Linked DNA regions of Mus musculus: regions 1, 2 and 3 are each linked to region 4. The links are chromatin contacts, called in public HiChIP or PLAC-seq and promoter capture Hi-C maps. All regions are on one chromosome and are shown on one strand. Each heading gives the region's core, a stretch centred on a gene start, on an enhancer-like site or on the middle of the called end of the contact. The rest is flanking DNA. Distances are from core to core; before and after follow the strand shown. Region 1 has its middle 47 kb from the start of Fam120aos. Region 2 holds the start of Bicd2 (BICD cargo adaptor 2). Region 3 holds the start of Fgd3 (FYVE, RhoGEF and PH domain containing 3). Region 4 holds the start of Wnk2 (WNK lysine deficient protein kinase 2).

Region 1 (3,431 bases), core at 490-2,989, 130 kb after region 4:
TCAGGCCAATTATAGATCCTCAAACTTTTTTTTTTTCTGGTGGGAGAAAAAAAATAATTCTATGCTTAAAGTATATAAATTAGGGGCTGGAGAGATGGCTCTGCGGTTAAGAGCACTGACTGCTCTTCCAGAGGTCCTGAGTTCAAATCCCAGGAACCACATGGTGGCTCACAACCACCCGTAATGAAATCTGATGCCCTCTTCTGGTGTGTCTGAAGACAGCTACAGTGTACTTACATATAATAATAAATAAATCATTTATTTAAAAAGTATAAAAATTAGCTGAGAAATTAGCTAAGCATGTTCATGCTTTTAATCCCAGCTCTCAGGAGGCACAGGTAGCCAGATTTCTGTGAGTTCAGGGCTACATAGTGAGACTGTCTCAAAAAAAAAAAAAAAAAAAAAAAAGGAAAAGAAGAAAGGATAATATTAAAGATAGGTTAATTTAAAAGATAGGTTTTTAGAGTTGAACTAAATGATTATTCATTTTAATGTATACAAGAAGACTCATTCATGAGTTAGCCTCTGCTCCCTTTCTTATTTGTTGCCCCAAATGCAAGCTGTGTAGCTGACACGTGACTTCACAGTTGGTGGCACTTGGAAAAATAAGCCAAGCCTGCTGAGCGATCCAGGCATGACAGCTTCAAGCTGTAAACCATGTATATCCCAGACACAAGAGAACCAGGGCTGCCTCAGGCTCTGAGCTTGCTGACTGAGAGGCCCTCAAGGGTGGTGGGCAGGGAGGGGACTCATGGGTTGAGGCTGCGGGCATCACTAATGCAGCGGCTGGCGTATCCCCAGAAGCGGGGGCAGGGCAGGCACCAAGACTAAGCTGGCCTGGAAACTGGCCCACCAGATGGAAAGCGCGCGTCACACCGCGCCTCTCCCGGACTAAAGGCTCTTTATTCACAAGACAGCCTGGCACTAGGAACACCGTATTCATTTTCTTGTAGCTGCCCCGTCACACGTGCCAAGAGAGAATTCATGTCTCACAGCACGCAGACTGCCATGTCTTCGTGTTTAATTTTCTTCCAAATTCCCTCGCCTCCTGTATCTGGACAGCCAGGAGAGCCCCTGGAGGCGATGCTTTAAGAACGTGCACTTGACAGAGAGACACATTTCCCCTTCGCGTATGAAGGTAGAGTGCTTTGCGTCCTTCCTCTTCAAAGCGGAGATCCATTTCTACAGTGTGCTGTGCCAGCAAAAGCCGCGCTTTTAATACAACGAAATCCCTCCCTCCCCCCCAAAAGCACTCTGAGCTCTGGAAAAAGGAATGATTCTACCACCAGTGAGCCACACAGGCACCGTGTGTTTCACACAGAAGGCTCCAAGGCCTGCAGCACAAATACCACCTCCTTGAGCGTTTCCAGTTAAGGACTCGAACAACTCGAACCCTACGGGCCTCAGCTGCAAAAAAAAAAAAAAAAAAAAAAAAGCAACTGTCTGGGCTGGAGATACAGTTCACCAGTTAGGATGCTTTGCTGTTCTTGTAGTTCTGGGTTTGGGTCCCTGGCATCCACATCTGTAACACACAGCCAATGAACACAAGCACGCACGGAGCCCAGACACAGAGGAACACGTACGTACACAAACAAAAGAATTATTAAAATGACCAACAACATGTGGATGAACAGTGAGAAGATTTCAAGCAGAATAATTTGCATGTAGCTCACAGCTGCTACGTGCAGTACGGTCTGCGGGAAGCCCGGTCCATCCCAGGCAGTGGAACCTCCTGGTGGTGGAGTTTAGAGGGAGAAAGTTAGGTCGTTGAGGGGCGGGCCTTTGAAGGGGATGTTGAGACACTCCTGCACCTCCCCCACTCTCTCCTCAGCTGCCAGAAGGTGAACAGGCCTCCTCTGTGTTACCGGCTAGAGGTCTCGATCAGGTTCATTTTCTATACCAGTTAAAAAACTAGCCGGAAGGAAAAGTGTTAGCGTTTTGTCTAAGCTCCGCCCCACAGTTATCTGGCAACAGCCAGGTGTGCCTGACTCACTATAAAAGGGGCTGCTTGCCCTCTCCTCTCTTTCTTGCTCATGTCTTCTTGCTCCCACTCTGTCCTTTCCCCTTTCCCCTCTCTCCATTCTCTTACCTACCCTTTCTCTCCACGTGCTCATGGCCCGCCTCTTCTCCTCTCCTCCCCTCCCTTCTCCTTCCTTCCTTCCTTCCTTCTCCTCTCCTCCCCTCTCCTCTTTTCTCTTCTCTCTCTCTCTCTCTCTCTCTCTCTCCCCCTCCCTCTCTCCCTCCCTCCCCTTCCCCTCCCTGTCTCTCTCCGTCTGTCTGTCTTTCTCTGTCTCTACTACCCTCTCAACTCCCCTCCCCATGCCCTGAATAAACTCTATACTATACCTTGGTGTGGCTGGTCCCTCAGGGGGAAGGGATGCCTCAGCATGGGTCTGCAGAGGCACCCCCTTCCCCCACACCTGACTACACCTCTCCAAAACATATTCCTTCTCTCTTTATCTTTTTATAAACACAATAGAAAGACCTCAAGTGCAGCAGGTAGCAATGGGGGAAACCTCGGGCACAGCAGAAAGAAGAGGCTCTGCAAAGCGGGGGTGGGGGGTGGGGGTGGGGGCTAGCTTGGGAAGCAGAAGTCCAGTGTCCCGGTGAGGGCTGTGCTTTTCAGGGTCTTCCCTCCCAATTTGGGGTTGGACAAAGACAGGGAGGCTGATAGGCCCACCAGTTTAGGGTAAACACATCCTGGTCTAGCCTTGGACTTGTCAGACCAGTCCACATGGTGGATGGGCAGGGGGCCCTACTAGCAGGGAAAAGCTCTCCAGGCCTTTGTTTGAATCTGCCAGGCTCTTGCCATAGGTCAGGAAGTTGAAGAAGGAGCCTGCCATATTGGAAGCCCACTGTTTTTATTAACTAGTCATGGCCTCTTTTCCTGTCTGTCTGTCTGTCAGGGAATCTGCCTAACTCCAGGGTCTTCAGCCTTCACACATGTCCAAAACCAGCAAAGCCAATCGACTATGAACTGAATCCCTAAAACCACAGGCCCAAATTATCTTTTTTAAGTTCTTTAACCCATGCATTTTTTTGTCACAGCAACAGGAAGTTAACACGCTATTCCCAAAGAGTTAGGTGAACATAAGAAATACTTTTACTTACTTCATTTTAAATTTTTTGATAAAATTTGTAAACCCATAATTTTTAAAAGCCTGGCACACCCCTAAATACAAGAAAAGAGACTGAAAACTTAATGCACAACATAATCAGGTTTCTCAAAATACAAAGAGAAGATGTGAAACATCCCCCCCCACCCCCCCCATGAGAGTTCAAGCCCGCAGGAGCATTCACAACCACAGACTTTCCAAAGACAAAATGTAAGCAAGCAGGGAAGGGACAGCAGCTCAAGCAGCGAAGGGTTACACTGTCAACGCAGGAGTCAACGCTGAGAGCAAGTGTTGTTCAGGAACCAAGGGGTGAGC
Region 2 (3,649 bases), core at 586-3,085, 190 kb before region 4:
CCCACTCCATATTTTCACTCCATATTTTCTGACCTTCATCTATCACATCACTTTACATGCCCCCCCTCCAGGGGGTTGCCTGCCCCTCCCCCTCCAGGGGTCCCACTCCTTTGGTCAACCCTCTGCCAAATGAAGCCAGGCTTGGGAAAGTTACTAATGTCCTCTGTCAGGCAACAGATTTGAGAATCTGTGTGAAGACTCAATTCCTACCCGCCCAAAGAAGCAGGCACTTCTGGGACTCACCCAGCCCTGCTCTACCCAGACTTTAAGGACTCATTCCCCTAAAAGTCAGAGAGGCTCTCAAGAGTTCAGGCATCTATCCAAAGCTGACTGGGAGCAGAAGTATCAAAAGATGAGCCTGTGATTAATACTCAAGAGCAGAACTGAGTCTCACAGGGAAGGGAAACTGTTGAGATAATCCAACAAGCTACCTGTGTGGCCCCATGCCAGGCCTTTCCAAATATAGAATACTAAAAGCAATACTTCTGGATTGGCAAAGCTGTATTCCTACTTTGCAGAGCTGGAAGCTAAGGTTTGAGGAGAGCTTACCCATGGCTCACCCAAGGCTCACCCATCACAAGCAATAAGAAGGGGTTGGTCCAAACTCAAGTGTGTCCTTCTCCCATAAAGCATTTCCCCCAGTCTCCAGAACAAGGCTGGGGAGTCAAGAAGATGGGAGAGTTACTAATACTTAAATCATCCCAGAAAGCTTACCCAGGTCCCTCCTACTGCCCCTCCCCAAGCTCTTGGCCAGCCTGGGAGTCTAACCTCTCTTCCTACAGTGGGATGACACAAAGTACCATGTTTCCAACAGAAGAACACAGACTCCACGGTGACAGGCAGGCCCTAGGAGGCAGAGCAAGACAGGAAGCGGTCGATGGAAGCCATGCATCCCAGTAGTGGGAGCACCATTAATGAGATGGGGAAAAAGCAGCTGGTTGAGCGATGGATATCGGGAAAGCCGGCCTGTCAAGGGCCATAGGCAACCAGGGGCTGCGACTCACTCAGCCCTGTATCCATCCCTTCCCAGCCTCAGGCGGTCACGAAACCTGATGAATAGCACAGAAAGCAGCTGCTCCAAAATGGGGGGGAAGTGATTTGCTTGAAGGTGACAAACTGTGGTCAACCAACCCCAGGTCCAGCTTTTCCCTGGGGTCACTTGCACGGACAGCCTCAGTTGTAAGGGCATCATCTGCTCCCCACCAACCACACAGACACACCCTAGGCAGCAATAACCATAGCAGGACATCAGTCCTCAACGAAAAGGCCAACAAGGCCTGCAAAGAAAACTAGCGGGTGAGTGGGGCTGCAGGGAGTCTGGACCCCAGCAACCGGACACAGGGCCGAACAGGGTCCCTTCACCGTCACTGCCCGGGACCGCAACTCTAGGTCTCCTGCCCCACCCCTGGTACCTCCCACCACTGGGCAGGGTGACCTTAGCGCCCGAGGCAGGGGTCGCAGCCGACCACTCACCTCTTTGAGCTGCTCCATCTCGCTGCGGATGGCCTCATAGTCCACCTCGAGCTCCTCGAACTGCAGCTTGAGCTGGTGCTTCTCCTCCAGCACCGCCAGTCCATACTCGGCCGCCTGGATCTTCTCACGCGTGGTCTCGGCCAGCTCGTGGGACAGCCGCTTCACCTCGGCGCGCAGCCACTCCGGCTGCGCCTCCATCACCAGACGCGCATACTCCTCCTCCTCCGACGGCGCGGACATGGTGGCCGCGCGCCGAGGCCGGCTCCCACCTTGGCTCCCACAAGCCGGGCCCTCTTAGCCGCCGCTGCCGCCGCCCAGCCCCGACGGCCGCCCGCGCCGCCGCACTGCTCCTCCCTGACGCGCGCGGAACACTGGGGGCTGCAGTCCCACTGAGCATGGACTACACAACCCGTAGTCCCTTGCGCCCACCTGGTCCGCGCTTGTGATTGGTCTAAATCTCAAGGGGGCAGGCGCCTAACGTGACGCAAAGCTACGTCTCCCTTAGCATTGTGGGAGATGTAGTCCTATTTTACGCTCACTGCTTTGCCCGTTGTGCTCTGTACCCGCCTGGCTCCAATCGTTGATTGGCGGGCGCGTCTGACGTGACAAAAGTAGGGGTGCCACCGACCCCAGCCCAGGGACCCGGCAGCCACCCGGAGAACCTCAAGCCTTCCGCTCCCAGCCTTTGTGGAGTAAGGTGATCCGAGCTGTGGATATCACGAGTAAGATTCGCGTCCTGAAACGTCAGAGCATGGCTGGTGAGACTGTGTGGCGCGCGCTTTATGCGGAATTTGAATGACTTGTGGCGGGCCGCGGGCACTGCCAAAAGGATGCCAACAGCCTGACGCTAGGGGCTCAGGGGAGCCCAGGCCCGGATACTACTTCCTCTTGTCCATTGTCCGTTAGGATTTTCTTTCATGGAAATGAAGGCACCTCCGTGAGCATAATGTCAAAGGTGTATTTAAATGTTGTCCGTCCCCCGTTTTCGGCGAGACGTAGCTGTACTCTTCACTATAATTCTAAATAAAACTTCCCTCCTTGCATGGTGATTTGGATATAACAAGCGTGTTGTTCCCTTTCTCACTGCACACACCCCCGCAACACCACACCCTACAGCTGCGGACCACCATCAAACATAGAGGTCAGCTGGAGAGATGGCTAAGAGGATAAAGCTCTTGCTCAGTAAGAGCAAGGACCTATATTTGCGCCCCTAGAGCCCACCTAAAGCACAGTCTATCATCCCAATGTCCCTGAGGAAAGATGGGAGGTGGAAATTGGAGAATCCCCTGAAGCTAGGCTGGAGTATGAAAGACAGGGGCGGGAGAGAGGGGGAGACAAGAAAAGCAGAGATAACCAATCTCAAACAAGATGGAAGACAAAGACTGACAACTGGATCTTGTCCTCTGATTCCCAGTGCATGTGGGGCCTGTGTGCCCACACAGGAACATGAACCCACTTCACACACACACACACACACACAGGAACATGAACCCACTTCACACACACACACACACACACACACACACGCGCGCGCGCGAAAAGAAAATCTAGGATCAACACAAGAATTGCATAGTAAATCAACTTGGTGTGGTGGAACACACCTTTAATCTCAGCACTTGGGAGGTAGAGGTAGAAGAATTTCACGGCCAGCCTAATCTACATGTCAAGTTCCAGGCCAGCCACGACTAAATAGAGAGACCCTGTCTCAAAAGAGAGAGAGAGAGAGCGCTGTATAAGTAAATGTGTTATTCCTCCTTCTCTTTGGCCAACCAGCCTAATTTTGTACAACAGTCCTGGCTCTACACTGAGGCCCATATATCAGGCCTACGCAAGCTGTTCACACTAAGTGAAGGTGGATTTAGAAGGAACAAACTTTCCTCCAACAAGTCCCCAAGCTCTACAGAACCTACACTTATCCAGGCTGCCTGGGAACCTCTCCATACCCACCTGAACCTGACTGTGAGGCAGGTGTGAGTAGGGAGGGGGAGAGCCATGAGTTTCTGGTGAGAACCTGACCAGGGAACTTTGAACTTGAAGATAAAGGTGATTTGAGATACAAATGATAGCTCACTACTATTGTGGGCTTCCTTCAGCAGGGACAGTGCTGACCAGCAAGGTTAGGGCCTGGAAGAAGGTTTCTAGGATCTCCTTGTCACTGGTTGGAGTGGGGCAATCA
Region 3 (3,440 bases), core at 528-3,027, 160 kb before region 4:
CACCAAGCCCAGCCCTTTGATTTGCTTTTAAGCCAGAGGAACTCTTCCTCCTCTTTCTTTCCCACCTGCTCTGAAACTCTTCTCTCCATTCTTCCCACCTGGCCTGTCAGGCTAGAGTTCGTCTTCACGTCCTCAACTGATCCTGTGTTCCTGGTTGGCCTGGGTCCCAGTCCTGATGTGATCCCACGGCTGGCCTCCAGGCTCAGGATGTGCCAGCAGAGGGACAATTGCACTGTGCTGGGCCACAGGTGCTGTGCTTCCTGGACAGAGCTGAAAGCATCTGGGTGGCCGGAGGCTGCCTCCTCAGGGGACACGGCCCTTCCTCGGGGGACACGGACTTTCCTCAGGGGACACGGCCCTTCAGGGAGTGAAGCAAAAGGCTCTGGGCCAGGCACAGACAGCTCAGCAGTGGAGATTCAGGCAGGGACTAAGATTCTTTAAGGACTTGCCTAGGCTAGACCTCATTCTTTACAATGCCTCTAACATACACACCTCTCCATTTTATGGAAGAAGAATCGAGAACCTTGAGCAGTTCCATCATATACATATACACTCATGCGTGCATGTGCACATACATATACATACATATACACAGAAAATGTTAACTAGTTAAAACAAGCATTTAGAGGATTGAGCAGATGGTTCAGTCCAAGCATGAGGAAGTGAGTGCAATCCCCAGCACTCATGGGAAAAGGCTGATGGAGGCAGAGACAGAAGGGTCCCTGGCAGATCGCTGGCCAGCCAAGCTAGTCATGTTGATTAATCCCAGGGTGAATAGCAATAAATGCCAAAATAACAACAATAATAACAGTAACAACAACAACAACAATAATAATAATAATGTGGACTGCAACTGAAGAAGACATTTAGCTTTGACTTTTGGCCTCCATATGCATGCACGCACACACACACACACACACACACACACACAGAGAGAGAGAGAGAGAGAGAGAGAGAGAGAGAGAGAGAGAGAGAATTCAAGATTAGTTGATGCAATGGTGCACAGTAGCGATCCCAGCATTTGAAAGACTGAAACAGTGTAAATTCAAATGAGTTTGGACAACACAGAGAATCCAAGGCCATCCTGGACTACTTGGTGAGACTGTCTCAACAAAACCTAAAACAAACACAAAATTTAGGATAGATTAAGAAGACATTACTGAAATGGAGTCAAATTTGCAGCCTATATGCATGTTAGGCTAACCCCCTGCCCCATTATTTATTGACTTCCTGAGATAATGAGGGGACTTTCCCCTGAGGGCTGCCTGGAAGAGGCAGAGCTTAGCCCTGCTGGGGCAGTCCTCATCAGCCAGATAACCAGAAGTTCCCTCAGGTCTCTTGGAGTCACCGTGAAACAATGTCACTGGTGGGGTATGTTTCTTCCAACTTTCTGTAGTCACCAAGGTCTGTCTGGCCTGGGTCACCTGTCCCCTGATGGATCCTCTTCCCCATAGACAACATCAATCTCAGGTCTGCTCAGAGGAGCCCACCAAACCAGATGCAGGAGGTGTCTTTACTCAGTGACTTGTTAAACCTAAGCTCAGCCCTGGCTGCTACTGCAGAACCTGGTAGGGCTGAGCCAGGTCGAGTAAAAGGATTACGCTTTCGAAGTCATCCCACCACAAGCAGACCAGGCCCTTCAGGACCAGCAGACCAACCTCCTCTCACGTTGCGTCATCGCTACGGAAATGCAAATGTGCCACTGTTTTGTGACCAATATTGCAAAAATTAGAAAGAGGAAGTTGGGTTTTGTTCTTGCATGAGTTCAGCCCTGGGGGAGATGCAGACTGGTCTTGGAAGAAGGGTGAGTGGAGATTGGCTCCTGGGATCTTTGCAGAATCCTACAGTGTTTGTCTTGCGCTGTGAAGGGGCTTCGTGGCGGGTGGTAGGAGGTTACTAGAAACCAAACAGGAACCATTCAAGGGAGACAGATGTTTTCAAAGCAGGAAGTTGCTGTGGCACGGTAGCGGTGTCTCTTTTCATGCTGTTGTCTTTCAGTGGCTCGTACTGGTGAGAAGATAGGGTTGCTATGGGTGGGCATGAGAAGAGTTCGCGACTACAGAGTCCTGGACGTGCTATTGGCAGGTGGGGCACAGCTCACACTTAGGCTATGGGCAGTCTGTCGGTGACTACTGTGGTCCCTGGGAGGCTTGGGGGGGGGCACAGATCCAAGGCTGACCCCACCCAGTGTGCCTTAGTGGGGAAGAAAGCATGTCTTTTTCTGCTTAAGCAGAAGAGGTGGTCCCAGGGGATGATTTAATGGAGGCTAGGCCTTCGCATCCCATGTGGTTCTGGAATCTTCTCCAGTCTACAGTTTAGATATTAACAGATATGTCTGTCTAGCTGGGCACTGCTAGGAAAGAAAACTAAGCCCTCAAAGGACTCCTTGGGACCCCCAGGGCTTCGCCTGGGCAGCTCTGGGTAGTGGTACAGCCACTTAGGAGGCTGGCAGCCATAGAGCAGGCGCACGGCAGCATGGATAGAATGATATGATTATGATAACACTATGATACTATATGCCATGCAGAGTAAGCAGAGGCATATTTGAAAAGCCGGACTCTAGGACCTGTGGGGAGTGAGGCAGGAGTCACTGTCATTGTGGATGACAAGTCACTTGCCATTTTTCTGGGAGTCCCTGAGTGCTAGGGAGGATGAGCAGCTATAGGGGGATAGGGAGGGGACTCTGGTGAGAAAGAATGCCAGGGACAGGGTGATAGGCAGACTCTGCCTTGATTTCCCTTTCTGTAAAGTGAAGTCAGAATGATGCCAAGCCACACTGAGGTTTAGAGCTTACGCAGCTCTGCCTCATTTTAGATTGGTCCTACCTAGCCGGGGGTGGTGGTGGTAGTGATGGTAGCACACGCTTTCAATCCCAGCATTTGGTAGACAGAGGCAGGTGGATCTCTGAGTTCCAGGCCAGCCTGGTCTACAGAGCAAGTTCCACAACAGCAGGGCCACACAGAGAAACACCATCTCTTGGGGGGAAAAAAAACCAAAAACAAAGACTAAAATTGTTAGCCATTTGTGTGTGTGTGTTGAGGCATGTGTAGGGAAGCCAGAAGACAGTCTCAGATGTTATTCTCCAGGACCTGTCTATCTGGTTTTTTAGACAGGTTCTCTCATTGGCCTAGCTTGACACGTGGTTTACTGAGACTCTCCCCAGCCCCCATTTGGGTGAGAGATGAAACAGGCACAGAGCACTCTGCCAGCTCATCCCAGCCCCCCCCCCCCCGCCCAAAGTCTGTGAATGGACTAGCTGGTCCCCACATAAGCTCTCTGAGCTGATAACACACACTGTGCTTGGTTTGGGGGTGGGGCCAGCTCTGGCAAGGACAGGAGGAAGTGGTTTGTCTCAACTGGGCTGCCACAGACCCCCTGAAGCCTGCTTCTGCCCCTGCAAGGTCGCAGTGGAGACTGGCTTCTGTTTATAGAGGGATCTG
Region 4 (3,321 bases), core at 768-3,267:
GGTGACAGACTCAGAGATGTCCGGGGACCTGAAGAAGGGTACAGAGTGGGTCCCTGGCTGCTAAATTCTATACCAAGGAGTCCTTGTTTCCATCTGTTGGAATTCCAAGGGCCTGTTAGTGATACTAGTCTGAGATTCCTTGCAAAGAGATCAATGGCCTTATCCGGTAGTTTCATAGCTGTGGACTCCAAGGGCTGGCATAGGGAGCGAGTTCACCATAGGTTATGCAAGTGGGGCTGTGGGAAAACACACCCAGGGAGTTAGTTACAAAGAACATGGTGCCCAGTCAGACACAGGCTCTCCGAGATCTGTCTCAGCCTGGACTGTGCCCAGTTTTGTGGGTAGGGTCATAATTCTTCACAAACATGTGTGAATGTGTGTGGGCAATAGCTGTAGGTATGGCTGAGGTCTCACTGGGTAGCCCAGGCTGGCCTCTGCCTCCTGAGTGATAGGGTTATAGGTATGCACCACCACACTTCGATTAGGTGTTGTAAGTGACTGGCTGCTTTCATCACTAGTCACTCAGCAGGTATATGCCACAGGCTGTCACTGTGTCCTGTTGGGAGACAGTCAGACTAGCATGCTGAGACTCTTCTGTCATGATTTCTCTTACACAGGCCCTGCCTATTATAGCTTCCATATACGTGCCAGGACCCAGAGGGCCTTTGCTGGATAAACCCTGTCCAAGAGAAATTACATTCTACAGGCTCAGGTTAGGAGAGGCAATACTGGGTGGGGTCTTTAGCCTCCTTAGTGAAGTTGTAATGGTCCTCACCCACATTCTGCCCCAGCTTGGGAGGTGCAGCTTGGATCCCCATCTCCAGAGACACTCAGACCCACAGAGCTGGCACCTGCGCTCTGCTTCTGGTTGAGTGGGCTTTACGTTCATGCCTGACTCCCAAGGTAGATGAGAAATGAGATAATATAAATTAACAGGCATCTGGCAAATGCCCAGTCCAGTGACAAGTACACAATTTAACCCCTGGGTCTCTGGGGTATATGTTGGAGTCCTAACTTCATGGCTCTCAGTTTTCATAACGTAAGTAGTCCCAGCATTCCCCCTTTAAGGAGACAGTGTGCTACCACCCAACTCAGCTAGGAAGTGACTTGAACATCAGCCTTTTAAAGTTACTTTTGACTGGTATCAGCATCCACTGACAGCCCCTAGCAGGGCCAGGGAAACCCTGTCACTGGGTAACAGCTCTGTCTGCATTTGCTTCCCTTTAATCGTGAAGGATGTGTTGCCTCTGTTGGCTTTTCTGTCTTATGAGTTGCTGGTGTCAAAGGCTCTAAGGCCAGCAGCCGCTGGCCATCGGTTCACATTTGTAACTTGCATCTTTGACAGGGTGCCATACCATCAGGATGAGCAAAGAGATCAGAACATGCTGGTAACTTCCTTTGCGCTGTTTTCTTCAGGTGAAGTGACCCCAATGATGTGCATCACAACTGGTGAGCCCAGGTGCAGGTGCCTGGCATGGGCTCAGAAATCAGGTCAGTCTTCTGTGACCCTTGCAGTCAGGTTCAGAGATGCCCGGGGCAAGGGCTTGTCTGGGGTAATTGAGTAGCTCAGGGGGTGGAGAGAGAAGCTCCTGAGGGGGTTGAGGGTGGGGAAAGATGGCAATCAATATGGTAAGTCAAGGGGTTTCTGGAAACCTTTTCCAGTTTCCATCTTGGGACCTCTGAGATTTAGGACAGAGAAATCCTTTCTATTTTTTTTTTTCATTTATTTTTGAGACGGTTCCTGGTTCCTTTATTGCCACGTGACCCAACTCCTGGATCAAGTATCCTCTGCCCCCCACAGCCCTCCCCCACCGGTGTTGGGATTATAGGCTTGGGCCACCACGCTACTGATCAGGGCAAAAGGACATCTGTCTTTGAGATCTGGATTTGCTTAATGGAAAAGAGGGACACAGCGCTTACTGGTACCAACGTCCGTGGATGATAGTGAGGTTTTCCCATATCCTGGCAGTACAGAAAGGCCCAGAAGACACTCCAATTTTGCAACCATACTTGGGCACCTAGGATATCCTGAGGTTGTCTGTTTTGTCTTGGCATAGGTTCCAGGATTTGGCTCTCTGGCTAAGTCACGTTGTCTGTGGCCTGCCACCTCCGGGGAAAATAGAGCCCCTCAAGGCCCCACAGTTCAGCGGACCACTTCCAAAGAGCTTCAGGGCCAGGCGCCGGCCTGGAACCCTTGCCGCAGGTGGAGGCCATGGGGAGCATCCCGCAGGTGGCGGCGCTCAGCCGCAGCCAGGTGGGCGTGTCAGGCCCCGCCCCGCGCTCCGGTCTTGGGGAGGGTGGGACGAACGGAAGCCCCGCCCTCCCCGCGCGCTAGTTCGGAGCCGGTGCGGGAGCGGAGGCGCGCGGAGCCGGCAGGAGCACGCGGGAGCGCGGCCCCGCAGCGGCCCGGCCCGAGGGAGCAGCATCGTAGGAGCAGAACGGCCTGGCGACCCCCGCTGCAGCCAGGACCCCGCCCCAGCGCGACGCGGCCCCGAGAGAGGACTCTGGCCCCGGAGCGCGGCCTCGCCCTCCTCGCTCGCCCGGGTCCCCGGGCTGCGGGCATGGACAGCGCCCGCTCGCCCTGTGAGTATCGAGCTCTCCCGTTCGCCGCCTTTGTGTGCGCGCCGCGCCGCCGCAGCCCCCTCCCCGCGCGCCCCGGGCCCGCGTCCTTTGTGGAGCCTGCTCCTGTCCGGTGCTTCCCTTTACCCCGGCCTCCCTGTCCCTTCCCCACCCGCTCGCGGGATAGCCTAGCGGGGTCGCTCCAGTACTGGCCTTGACCCCTTTCTCCAGCCTCCCGAGCCCTTCTGTAGCTCCTTTGAGCCCTCAGGGACACCTAGCAGGTCGTCCCTCCTGGAGTCCCTGGGACAGCTAGAGACAGGCCGTGTTCCCGGCTCGGAGCTGAGTGAAGCAGGGCATCCCCTTGCAATCCTCGCCTCGGGGTCCGGTCTGCAGCCCTCTCCCCGGAGCCCGCAGAGGACCGCCCGGCAGGTCACTTCTGCGGTGGGGCTGGGCAGGGCGCGGGCCCAGAGGCGGCGCTGTCTCATCCCGCGGCCCAGGCAGGTGCGGCGGGGCTGGCGCTCACGCAGGGTCCGTGTGTCCTTGGCCCGCAGAGATGGACGGCGATGGCGGCCGCCGAGACGCCCCCGGCGCGCTGATGGAAGCCGGGCGCGGCACGGGGTCGGCGGGCATGGCGGAGCCGCGGGCGAGGGCGGCGCGGCTCGGGCCCCAGCGCTTCCTGCGGCGCAGCGTGGTGGAGTCGGACCAGGAGGAGCCGCCGGGCCTGGAGGCGGCCGAGACGCCGAGCGCGCAGCCCCCACAGCC

What was found. Promoter capture Hi-C pulls out the DNA fragments that hold promoters and counts their contacts. HiChIP or PLAC-seq counts read pairs in DNA pulled down with a chosen protein or histone mark. Capture Hi-C pulls out chosen DNA fragments and counts their contacts.
Region 1: an H3K4me3 HiChIP or PLAC-seq map of craniofacial prominence shows a contact between it and region 4, with 4 times the contacts expected there. The contact joins the enhancer-like site here to the promoter of Wnk2 in region 4. A contact is called at or near these places in 3 of 39 promoter capture datasets (the 3T3-L1 cell line, embryonic stem cells and hippocampal neurons), 18 of 484 Hi-C or Micro-C datasets (the AML12 cell line, the N1E-115 cell line, the P5424 cell line and 14 more), 14 of 115 datasets of contacts at active chromatin or transcription factors (astrocytes, craniofacial prominence, embryonic forebrain and 8 more) and 1 of 9 other capture datasets (liver).
Region 2: a contact with region 4 is called in a promoter capture Hi-C map of adipose tissue. The contact joins the promoter of Bicd2 here to the promoter of Wnk2 in region 4. A contact is called at or near these places in 1 of 39 promoter capture datasets (neutrophils), 1 of 484 Hi-C or Micro-C datasets (embryonic stem cells) and 1 of 9 other capture datasets (adipose tissue).
Region 3: a promoter capture Hi-C map of liver shows a contact between it and region 4, with 2.3 times the contacts expected there. The contact joins the promoter of Fgd3 here to the promoter of Wnk2 in region 4. A contact is called at or near these places in 1 of 39 promoter capture datasets (liver), 1 of 115 datasets of contacts at active chromatin or transcription factors (pancreatic cancer cells) and 3 of 9 other capture datasets (adipose tissue, liver and pancreatic islet).

The regions. Positions count from the first base shown.
Region 1 is chr13:49,013,884-49,017,314 of GRCm38.p6, reverse strand. No RefSeq gene overlaps it. Among named protein-coding and RNA genes, the nearest start is that of Fam120aos, 47 kb to the right of the region's middle. Within about 2 kb of position 1,739, at least 145 of the 459 cell types and tissues checked have an H3K27ac peak or open chromatin away from gene starts, as enhancers often do. A contact at or near this core is called in the N1E-115 cell line, craniofacial prominence, embryonic forebrain and 8 more, where this site is marked.
Region 2 is chr13:49,339,735-49,343,383 of GRCm38.p6, reverse strand. It overlaps Bicd2 (BICD cargo adaptor 2), which reads right to left and starts at 1,835. Exons shown (of 7, transcript NM_001039179.2): 1 at 1,474-1,835. The coding sequence starts at 1,713.
Region 3 is chr13:49,307,545-49,310,984 of GRCm38.p6, reverse strand. Fgd3 (FYVE, RhoGEF and PH domain containing 3) reads left to right here and starts at 1,777. Exons shown (of 18, transcript NM_015759.2): 1 at 1,777-1,804.
Region 4 is chr13:49,147,024-49,150,344 of GRCm38.p6, reverse strand. It overlaps Wnk2 (WNK lysine deficient protein kinase 2), which reads left to right and starts at 2,017. Exons shown (of 30, transcript NM_001290313.1): 1 at 2,017-2,583; 2 at 3,111-3,321. The coding sequence starts at 3,113.